3 separate regions of the Sus scrofa genome follow, and all the other regions are linked to region 3. The links are chromatin contacts, called in public HiChIP or PLAC-seq maps. All regions are on one chromosome and are shown on one strand. The core of a region is the stretch at or near the end of the contact, and the rest is flanking DNA. Distances in the headings are between cores, read along the strand shown. Region 1 overlaps TET2 (methylcytosine dioxygenase TET2). Region 2 overlaps TET2 (methylcytosine dioxygenase TET2). Region 3 holds the start of TET2 (methylcytosine dioxygenase TET2).

Region 1 (3,816 bases), core at 285-2,784, 95 kb after region 3:
GCAGCGAGGAGAAGTTACTGTGTTTGGTGCGGGAGCGAGCTGGCCACACATGTGAGGCTGCAGTGATTGTGATTCTCATCCTGGTGTGGGAAGGAATCCCCCTGCCTCTGGCTGACAAACTGTACTCCGAGCTCACCGAAACACTGAGGAAATATGGCACGCTCACCAATCGTCGGTGTGCCCTGAATGAAGAGTAAGTAAAGCCTGGCCTCTCCTCTCTTTCCGTGCTAGGTTTGAGGGCACAGTTAAACCTGCGTTTTTACTTGTTTCAAATAGGGATCAAAATGTCCGCTTCACAGTCATGTGATAGGAACTTGTTTTTCCTAATGTGGATAATTTGGGGTGATTTCATTTACTGATATTTTGTACCTTCAGAGAGTGTAGCTATTAGTTTGAAGTAGCTTACTGGAAATTTGAGTATTTGTACCCACAAACTCAACCTTACTATATGCACTTGGAATTATTTGCATGTCTGCTTACTGTAAATGACAGCTCTTTTGTGTGCCTGGCCACCACATTTAGGAAGTATTGACACCACTTCTATGTTGCAGTATCTGAAACAGAAAATAAGTTTGGTGAGAAACTTTAGGATTCCCAGGTCCAGGACTTTACTGTATATGTAGCAAACATAAAAACACAAGGCCTGTAGAAGCGCTGTAGAAACAAACTTATTTTGACTTCATTTCAATCTAGTTTGTTATTTCCATTGTAATAATCAACATTACTTCCATTGAATAATCAAGAAATTAGTTGCTATGGATAGGCATCATTTTCCTGGAATATAAAACTTTGGAATAGGAGAGCAAGGGTTTTAATGTATCCAAGTGCTGGTATGGTTTGTTTTTGTTTTTGTTTTTTGGGTTTGTTTTTGGTTTTTTACCTCATCCACTTGCAGGCAGTTTATTCACTTGGAAAAAGCTTAACTTTTTAAATATAATTAAAAGACTATAGGAATAGTCAGTGTTACAGTGAAACCCTATATAGCTGTTTTACTCACGGTCAGTACCAAAATAATTTTAATTTTGCACTTCTTCCTTTAGTCTCCTTTCTTCTGCATCCACCAAACTACAAAGTAGTTTCTGAGCTTATGGACTTGTTATGCTACTCATTCTAAGAACCCACTGCTAACCAAATTTGTTCAATTGCTGATTATTACTCTAACTGGTATGGTTTTACTATTTGTTAACATAGGTTCTCCATCTCAGTTACTGGGAGGTGGGAGAGGGAGTTGCAAGTCAACTTTAAATAATCTGTTTAAGAAAGGTACTTTTCCTGTATGAAAGTGTGACTTGGCTTTCCATGATAGGTTACTTTGAGCATGTAACCTTAGTGCCATAAATCCACTTTACAAAACAATATGTTGGAGGGAGAAGTTGCTGATTCATAAGACAGGACTCAAACTTATGACTGACTGCTTTAGGTATAAAGTAGTTTCTTCTTTAAAAAAAAAAAAAGTGTATTTATGTGCCTTTAATCAGAAAGAAAATGAAAGTTAAGTCACCCTGAGCTGATTCAGTGGCAGCATTTTTCTTAGGAGTTAAGTGACACTGCCTTGTTTTTGTAAAGCAGACTTCCCCTTAGACTTGATGGCTAGAACTTTTAAACCACTAAAGAACTTAAGTGAGGATGACAGCTGTTGTTTTATTTAAATGTGTTTAAATTTAAATTTATTGAAGTTACATGCAGTATATTGTACATTCTTTGTAATTGATTTAATTATTATTAATATTATACATCTCTGATATTTTTTTCCCTTGAAGGCTTTTCTTTGATTCCTATAAATGCCATTGTCTGAAATAGAATCTGACATATAGACAGAAATTCTTTGTTGAGAACTCTCCCAAAGTACATTATTTTACATTTGAAAACCACTAATAATGATTGGACCAGGGTCTAACAAAAAAAATTTTTTAACTGATGTAAATAAGAAGCAAATACAAAACTATTAAAAGATGTGCTTCAATATTAAGACGCTTTAAAAGTCAACCTTTATATTTTTGCTTTGTCTAGAATTTCAAGGTGAAGAGTAATTATTTAGAAGAAGTTTTTGCCTTGGGCTACTCATACCTAGAGCAGTTCTCCAAAAAGAGAAATAAAAAATACTCTTGAGATACCTGATTCAGAGAGACATTTAACCAATGGCAAGAGAGACTTCCTTCACTCAGATACAGCTTTTGAAGTTTCTTCTCTCCCATAAAATAAATTTTATGTCTGGCAAAAGTTAAAATTATGATTTTGGGGCCAAGAGTGGAAGATAATCTCACATTGGGTCTGCTGACTCAGTTCAATGTTCAAAGTGGTGTGACCCTCATGACTGCGTTACTATAAATCCCAGTGCCCACATGCATCATAACCACCCACTGTGAGGCCAGAAAAGAACTCTGAGAGCATCTTGCAGTGGGAAAGTCAAAAGTGGATTTTACATTTCCTTTGAGCCAAGCCAGCTGTTTTCCCTTTAAAGATTTCCCTTTGAGATTTCCATTTTATGACTAAGTCTCACCAATACTTTTTGGCAAGTCAGAGTTGTGGGAGTGTATCTGTCATTATAGGAAAAGTCGAAGCCAGAAATACCCCTGCCATGCTGGTGATATTAAACTTTTAAAGAAACATTCTATTATAAAAAGTTTCAAATATACATAAATGGAGGAGTGAGTATAATGAATTCCCCTGGGCCCATTACCAACTTTCCATCTCCCTCCCTCACGACCTACACCCACTCCCACCAGTGTTTTAAAGCAGATAACTTATCACCTCACCTTTGTTCACTTCCGTGTGTATCTCTAATAATAGATAAAGGACTTTTTTTTTTTTTTAAGAAAACCTAATCACAGTGTTATCAATCATCTCAAAATCGACAGTGTTTCTGTAATATCATTTAATGTTCAGACCATGGTCAAATTCTCTACCCTATATGTGTATATATGAAGATATTGAGAAAAAGAAAGTCCATTCCTTGCATTTGATTGATGCTTTTGAGAAGAAGCTTTGAGTAGGTCCTAGCTCATGCCTATTGTCCAGCATAATTTTTTTTCTGTTTTATTTTTTTTAATTTTTTGTTATAGTTGACTTACAATGTTCTGTCAATTGCTGCTGTACAGCAAAGTAACCCAGTTAAACATATATATACATTCTTTTTTCCACATTATCCTCCATCACGTTCCATCACAAGTGATCAAATACTGTTCCTTGGGCTATGCAGCAGAATTTCATTGCTTATCCATTCCAAATGTAATAGTTTGCATCTGCTAACCCCAAACTCCCTGTCCCTCCTACTCCCTCCCCCTCACTCTTGGCAACCAAAAGTCTGTTCTCCATGTTCATGAGTTTGTTTCTTTTCTGTACATAGGTTCATTTGTGCCGTATATTAGTTTCCAGTTATAAGTAATAGCATGTGGTGTTTGTCTCTCTACTTCTGACTTACTTCACTTAGTATGAGAGTCTCTAGTTCCATCCATGTTGCTGCAAATGGCATTATATTTTTTATGGCTGAGTAGTATTCCATTGTAGATATGTACCACGTCTTCTTAATCCATTCCTCTGTCATTGAACATTTAGGTCGTTTCCATGTCTTGGCTATTGTGAATACTGCTGCAGTGAACATAGGGGCACATATATCTTTTTCAACGAATGCTTTGGATATATGCTCAGGAGTAAGATTGCTGGATTATATGATAGTTCTATATTTAGTTTTCTGAAGGTACCTCCATGCTGTTTTCCATAGTGGTTGTACCAGTTTACATCCCCACCAACAGTATAGGAGGGCTCCCTGGCATAATTATTGATAGAACTTTTTTCTGTTATCAAAAGTGTCCCCAT
Region 2 (3,590 bases), core at 166-2,665, 73 kb after region 3:
TAACTGTAGCAGATTAGGACTAGATTGTTATGAAGGTGGAGCCATTCAGGATTGTATAAAACTTCTCAGAAACACAGATGGCACGCTTTCTGAGGCAGTGGTAGGGAACAGAACACCTTTGAGAAGGAGCAGATTTCATCAGTACAGTACAGTACATAAATACCAAAATGCCCTGTGTTGCAAAGATCCTTAGTGTGGAATTTTGGTTTTTTGTTTATTTTTTTTAATAAAATGTCAGTTGTGTTATTTGTTTCACAGTACTGTAAAGCCCCCTGAGGATGTGACAATGTGACTCTAATATAATTATTTTCTATATCTTGGTAGTTTTGTTTCTTTTTCCATTCTTCATTTTAGAGCTGGAGACAGAGACAGTATATCCAATAATACAGTTTCACCCTTTGATTAATTAAGATCATCTTGTGAATTGGATTTTTTTATGTAATTTGGCTCCAAGACTGTGTTCAGATCTCACTGTTTCAATGAAACTTACTCTGTCTATAGTATTTAATACAGCAACCCTCAAACCCTCCCTGGTACTCCTGATCCCCAGTCCCCTGTCCTGTTTTTTTTTTTTCCTTTAGAAGTCAATGTCTTCTTATTGTACCATACAATTTATTCCTTATTATGTTTATTGTTTCTCTCCTCCAAGAGGGCAGGCTGTTTCTTTTGCTTAGTGTTGTACTGCTGTTGGCTAGAACAGTGCCTAGCACATAGACATAGGATATGTTCAATAAATATTTGTTGAATAAAAGAATGATTACATCAACATTTTATTTTTATGACTGCCTCTGCCATTTTATAAAAACATTGCATGATTGTGAACCCTGTCAGAAATTACATAAAGTTCTTTTACATTACTAGAAACTGTTCTGGATTTATGTAACAGTCTTATTGGAAAAACCATACCTCAAGAAATAAAAATGAAAGCATTTTATAGCTGCAAATCAACAATGATAGTGTCCCCCATCCTACTATCCTTATGGTGTCTTCTTGACTGCATACTTGCGACTGAATCTTCTGGCTATTAGAACAATTTTATTCCAGTCTTTGAAACTCATTCCTGTTCATCTTGAAAGTCCCAAGTCAAGCCTGATTCAGTACTCTTTCTCACAACACAGTCTTAACCTCTGGAGAGTCTCACTCTGAGTATCTCTGCCCCTGTCCCATCTCTTTTAAGCACCAGCCACTGGGACAATGGGCAGGACTAAGGAAGAAAGAAAAAAGCTTGGGGCTCCTTATTGGCCTGATCAAGGCTCCAGGGCTTCAGATGTTGCTGTTTCGGTGGTTGACATCGACTGGCCATTGGATGCCCCCTGTGGTGCGGGCATCCAAGTACTGGGTTTCTCTTGGCATACCCGGGTTCTTCAGAGCAGCTGTGAAGGGGCTCTTACTGCACAGCTCGCTGGCCAGGAAGTCTGTCTCCTCTTCCTCTTTTCTATCACTGCACCCACTTCAGCTTTGCCTACAGAGGGTCCACTCTACAGCCTCTTTGTGCTGGGGTATGCTTCTCCACTGGACAGATTCTCAGATAGGATATGGGTGAGATCAAGCCCAAACTACAGTTCTGTAATTCCTTTTTTAAAATTAAAATGTCAAGCATTGGATAAGGTGTATTCTAGTAAGTGTATCCGAGTAAGAATAACTAATTTACAGTTGGCCATTTCAGGTGATGAGAAGGGACCGAAACTGAAAAATCTGAATAGCTTTTATAACCGTATGTGAAACAAATACTGTTTGCAACAAATTACATTTCTTTCTCTCTTTTTTGTGTTTTTAAATTGAAGTATAGTTAATTTACAATGCGTCAGTTTCCGGTGTACAGCAGAGTGATTCGGTTATACACAAATTACGTTTCTAATTACATTTGATATTTTCCCTCAGCACATATCAGGTTGGTAAGAGTTAGAGACCAGGGATAAGCCCAACTTCAAGAAACAACCCCAGGATTTACAAATATGTGGATAATTGAAAAATGACAAAAGATTGTGCTTGTCTTACCAGTTCAGAAACTAGTTGACTAGAATTGCAAATTGTAAGCAGATTTATTTCTAAACTGTTAGTTGTCTCCACATCTTACATGAATTCTTCTGTCTATAAGCTTCATCTCAAATCTTCAGTGACACCCCTCCTGACTCTCTTCCTTCAAATAATCTAGATATTATTAAATTGTGTTTATACTCTTATTTTAAACAAAATTCGAAACTGCAAACATTGGAATTAGATAGTTTCTACTGAGGATTATGGAAAAACAGAGCAAGGCCTCACCTATACACATGTATAACATACTGAAGGAGCAAAGGAAGTGCTTGTCATGTGTGTACAGAGATACTTGTATAATTAATACACTTTGGGAAATGCCAGAACCTTCTTTGAGATTTTGACAATCCTGTGTGTTCACGGTTTTTTTTTCCTTCTAGATATATGAAGTACATCTTAGATTTCTTAAGATTGAAAGTGCTTACAAGATTAGAAATAGACGGAGTTCCTGTTGTGGCGCAGTGGTTAATGAATCCGACTGGGAACCATGAGGTTTCGGGTTCAGTCCCTGCCCTTGCTCAGTGGGTTAACGATCCGGCGTTGCCGTGAGCTGTGGTGTAGGTTGCAGACGCGGCTCGGATCTTGCGTTGCTGTGGCTCTGGCGTAGGCTGGCGGCTACAGCTCCAATTTGACCCCTAGCCTGGGAACCTCCATATGCCGCAGGAGCGGCCCAAGAAATAGCAACAACAACAACAACAAAGACAAAAAAAGACCAAAAAAAAAAATTAGAAATAGAAGTCAGTTTTATAATAAAAATATTAATTCACCTTATAGTCTCTAGATTTAATGCTTATATAAAGACTTATGTTCAGGCTTAACATGTAGTTTGGAGACATAAATTTTGCTTTTGAAAATATGTTTTGGATTGATTGACTGTTTTCCTTTAAAATTTTAGCTATAATATTTTTTATTGAAATACAGTTAATTTACAATATTGTAAGTGTGCAGCAAAATGATTCAGTTATACATATCTATGTTTGTATCTATATCTAGCTATCTATTCTTTTTCAGATTCTTTTCCATTATAAGTTATTACAAGATATTGAATATGGTTCCTTGTGCTGTACAGTAGGTCTTTGTTGTTTACCTATTTTATATATAGTAGTGTATATATGTTAATCCCAAACTCCCAATTTATTCCCCCACAATCCCATTTGGTAACCATAAGTTTATTTTCTGTGTCTGCGGGTCTATTTCTATTTTGTAAATAAGTTCATTTATATCATTTTTTTAGATTCCACATATAAGTGATCTCATATGATATTTGTATTTCTCTGTCTGACTTACTTCCTTTAGTATGGTAATCTCTAGGTCTACTCATGTTGCTGCAAATGGCATTATTTAATTCTCTCTTATGGCTGAGTAATATTCCAATGTGTGTGTACACATAAACACATGTACACACCACGTCTTCTTTATCCATTCATCTGTTGATGGACATTTAAGTTACTTCCATGTTTTGGCTATTGTAAATAGTGCTGCTGTGAACATTGGGGTCCATATACCTTTATGAATTAGAGTTTTCTCCACATATATGCCAAAGAGTGAGATTG
Region 3 (3,687 bases), core at 672-3,171:
AGAAAAAAGTACAAATCATATTAATGAGTGTCTATTAAGTTTCTCATAATACTGTGATCCTTGATTTTAGAAAATAATAGTTTGTATTAATAAAGTAATTTGTATCAATAATTTAAAGAGTTATGACTAAATGTTTTATCTCTTGGAGTTTTTTTAAATAGGCATTCTGCTTATGTTAAATATATACCTTTGTATGGTGTGCAGTAATATCATTAGACAAAAGAAACAAGGCCCCTTCATAGCAATGACTGCTGTGCTGCTTCAAGGTCAATTGTCTTTTAAGTACTCAGAGAATCTTTATATGTCATACTTCAGAAATATGTTTTTGGAGATGGGAAACAACAGGCTATGATTTAATGTTTTTGTTAAACCACCATAATTCTTTCAAAGGAGTATGTATCACAACTATTTCTCTATGTTAAAGAGAAAATTAAGTCCTTAAAGAAATTTCCTATTCTCCAGGTGGAGAGGAAATTAAGAATCACCTATTTTTGCTGTTGTTAATACAAGAAATTTGCATTGTAAAGCAAGCTGCTGTTGCCAACTCTTTAAAGGACAGAGCATACAGGAAGCTGCCTCCACCCTAACAGGCTTAGAGACTGAGCAACTAAGTTAGACATCAGGTGCCCAGGCCAATCAAGTCAAATTTCTAACACAAAATAGCATGTCGTGGAACCTGTTCTATTTGTCTCCCCCCGCCCTTCACCCCCAATAAGAAAGCAAAGATTTTTCTGTGTAGGAGCAGTACTGGTCTTTCTAGTTGGAGGAAAAGTGGTAAGGAATTTGGTAACAATTTACTGTTGTTAAAACAACAAATTATCTTTTAAAAATAGATTATCCACACCTATAGGAGGAGGAATCTCTAGAATGCACAAAATAAAAGCTGGCTCTGAATTACCCATCCAAATGTGCACTGAAGTGCAGCAAACAACTGATCATGTGCAACTACAGCTTTTCTTTCCCAGAAATAGCAACTAAGAAAGAACTTTTTAAAAATCAAAAATATATAATTTCACTAAAATGTTTTACACTTGGAGACTATTAGAATTTTATTTATTTATTTTGCTGTGGAAAAGTCACAATAACCAACAGGAGTAATGCATTTTCTTTTAAATTAGCAGATGTCATGGTGGTTAAGGGTGGGGTGGAGGTTCAGAGAAAGAAGTTGGCAAGAAAAGGTTCAGGGCCTGTTGCAAAATCAACTGCTAGCCAAGTGTGATTCCAGCTATATGGGAACTACCTGTTACAACAGAAAGAAGGGTCTAAAAGATGAAATGAGAAGGGAGTGAGCTTAAGCATCATTTTCCCAATTATCTTGTAAATAGCTAAGGGAACACGTAGGTGTTTCTATCAAACACACGTGAATACAATATTTGCTACATGTACTTTAAGAAGACAATGATATAATTACTTGTATACTGCTAGTGAATCAAGGAAAACCCCTGAAAATAGATGGCTTATGATTGGTAATAGTAATAACTACCTGGGCACTTACCAGTTGTTTTATTTAATCCTCACAACCACACTGTTTCAGAGGGTGTTTAACAGATGAGGAAACTGATACACAAAACAGCTAAGTAGAATGTTCAAGGTCACACATTTAGTAAGGGGTGGAGTCAAGATTCATCTAGGTCTGTCAGACTCCAAAGTCCACGTGGTCCCAATTCTGCTGTACCATGCACTATACGAATGTACATCATAGTCTTTGAAAACTTTACTTTTTGAACTTGAAAAACAAATTACAAGGCACCTCCTAAACAGTTTAAAGCCTCCTAGCAGTTGCCAAGACTTCAATGACGTATTAGTGTGCAGTTAGAAAAGACAGAAATTCATTTTACATGCTTAGGGAAACAAACAGTTTTGCTTAGACTAGTGCGAAATCAAAAATCTAAGTCAATTTGTCTCAAAATGGAATAAACAATGTTTCACTAGAACCTACTTTAAACACTTTTCTCGTAACAACATAACACATTAGAGTTCCTTTTTTTCCAGCCCTTTTCAAAGAGGAAATATTCTAATTTCCTAAAATTAGAGAAAGACTTCACTTCTAAAAAAAATTATGGACAAAAAAGTGAACGACACAGAATAACGTGTGTTGACTTAAGAGTATCATGATCACAATGTAGCGATCCCGTAAAAGATGTGCCCCAAATATGTATTTGAAATTTGATAAAAGTGAGAACTTCTTAAAGGTAGAGAGCAAATCTCAAAAACTGATATAACGATTCACGTGGGCTTTGTTCTTTGTCTCATCGTCACATTAAACATATGATTGTGCGGAAAAGCATTAAAAGAGAAGTAAAAACGACTAGGCGATAGAAAAGAAAAACTGTCAATGAATGCGAGCAGTTGTAGACTACGAACGTCAGGAGAAATCGAGTGATCGCCTTTTGGAGGTTAGTTGTTTATGGGTCGATTTCTTCATTTCTTAATTATGAGACTGAATTTTTTCTTTTTCCAAAATAGATGCTCTTAAGCACTTGAAAGTGCAGGTTTATTTCTTACAAACTGAATCAAGCGAGATGTAGATAGTCGCTGCTTAGAAAGCCCTCTTGGATCTGCGTGAATCCTTCCCAGCCCACGTGGCCAAAGTAAACAGAAGGTGGGCCGGGGCGGGGAGAAGCGGGCCTCGGTCAATTTCCTAATTTGTCGAGTCTTTAAAACTACAGACCCCTAAAGCACTAAGGGCATGCCCTCGAAGAAACTCGGGAGTGCTTCTGCTGAGCGAGATTAAAGGGACTGTGTAGAGAGGATGCCAAAGCGGGGGCGAAGAGGGGCTGGTGGACCTACCAGGGGGTGGGGTGCGGGCTCGAGCGGGCAGACCTGGGTGCGCGCTGGGGTGCGTGAGGGCATACCTGCCAGGAGGTGGGAGTCAGGGAGGGTGCCAGGCAGCAGGGGGGTGTGCACCTAGTCTAAGGGGGCGGAGGGGAACGGCACCAACAAAAAGTTTCAAAGGTTAAGCTAGGGTCTTGCATCCTCGTGCCAGGGACACATGCCGCCTCCCCCTTTGCGCCTGCCTGGAGCCTTCACCCGGGTAGAGACCTATCCGAGGGTCCCCGGGGAACCCCGGGTCTGACGGCGGCGTCGTCCGGAGGCCGGACGTTCCCTGGAGCCCGCGCGCTCCTCAGAGCGCAGCGCTTCGCCGGCTCGCTCCCCAGTCCCGGCCTCGACCGCGCGCCCCCACGTTCGGCTCCAGGTGCCGCCGGCTTTTGTGCGGGGAGCCGCGGGGCCGGGGGCCGATTCCCGGGAGCCGGGGCCGAGGGCCCCGGGGCGGCGACAGAGGCCAGGGCGGAGGAGGCGGCGGCCCGGCGGAGGGGGAGGAGGCGGCCCGGCGGAGAAGGAGGAGGAGGAGGAAGCGGGGCGGAGGAGGAGGAGGAGGCGGAGGAGGAGGAGGAGAGCGGCGGCAGCGGCGAGAGCTCGGGCGGCCCCGCCGCCTCCTCGCGAGCGCCGCGCGCCCTGGCCCGGCTCGCATGCGAGTCACGTCCGCCCCCTCGCAGCGGCCGCCCCGAGACGCCGGCCCAGCCGAGTGATGAGAACAGACGTCAAACTGCCTTATGAATATTGATGCGGAGGCTAGGCTGCTTTCGTAGAGAAGCAGAAGGAAGCAAGATGGCTGCCCTTTAGGATTTGTTAGAAAGGAGACCCGACTGCAACTGCTGGATTGCTGCAAGGCTGAGGGACGAGAAC

What was found. HiChIP or PLAC-seq counts read pairs in DNA pulled down with a chosen protein or histone mark.
Region 1: an H3K27ac HiChIP or PLAC-seq map of alveolar macrophages shows a contact between it and region 3. The contact joins the enhancer-like site here to the promoter of TET2 in region 3. A contact is called at or near these places in 1 of 5 promoter capture datasets (liver), 7 of 47 Hi-C or Micro-C datasets (embryonic fibroblasts, heart right ventricle, liver and 2 more) and 2 of 2 datasets of contacts at active chromatin or transcription factors (alveolar macrophages and skeletal muscle).
Region 2: an H3K27ac HiChIP or PLAC-seq map of alveolar macrophages shows a contact between it and region 3. The contact joins the enhancer-like site here to the promoter of TET2 in region 3. A contact is called at or near these places in 1 of 5 promoter capture datasets (liver), 7 of 47 Hi-C or Micro-C datasets (embryonic fibroblasts, liver, psoas muscle and 2 more) and 2 of 2 datasets of contacts at active chromatin or transcription factors (alveolar macrophages and skeletal muscle).

What each region holds. Positions count from the first base shown.
Region 1 is chr8:116,450,114-116,453,929 of Sscrofa11.1, reverse strand. It overlaps TET2 (methylcytosine dioxygenase TET2), which reads left to right. Exons shown (of 11, transcript XM_013978993.2): 6 at 1-193. Among named protein-coding and RNA genes, the nearest start is that of TET2, 95 kb to the left of the region's middle. Within about 2 kb of position 1,534, at least 3 of the 83 cell types and tissues checked have an H3K27ac peak or open chromatin away from gene starts, as enhancers often do. A contact at or near this core is called in alveolar macrophages, where this site is marked.
Region 2 is chr8:116,471,701-116,475,290 of Sscrofa11.1, reverse strand. The region is part of intron 2 of TET2 (methylcytosine dioxygenase TET2); the gene reads left to right. Among named protein-coding and RNA genes, the nearest start is that of TET2, 73 kb to the left of the region's middle. Within about 2 kb of position 1,415, at least 2 of the 83 cell types and tissues checked have an H3K27ac peak or open chromatin away from gene starts, as enhancers often do. A contact at or near this core is called in alveolar macrophages, where this site is marked.
Region 3 is chr8:116,545,210-116,548,896 of Sscrofa11.1, reverse strand. TET2 (methylcytosine dioxygenase TET2) reads left to right here and starts at 1,921. Exons shown (of 11, transcript XM_013978993.2): 1 at 1,921-2,396.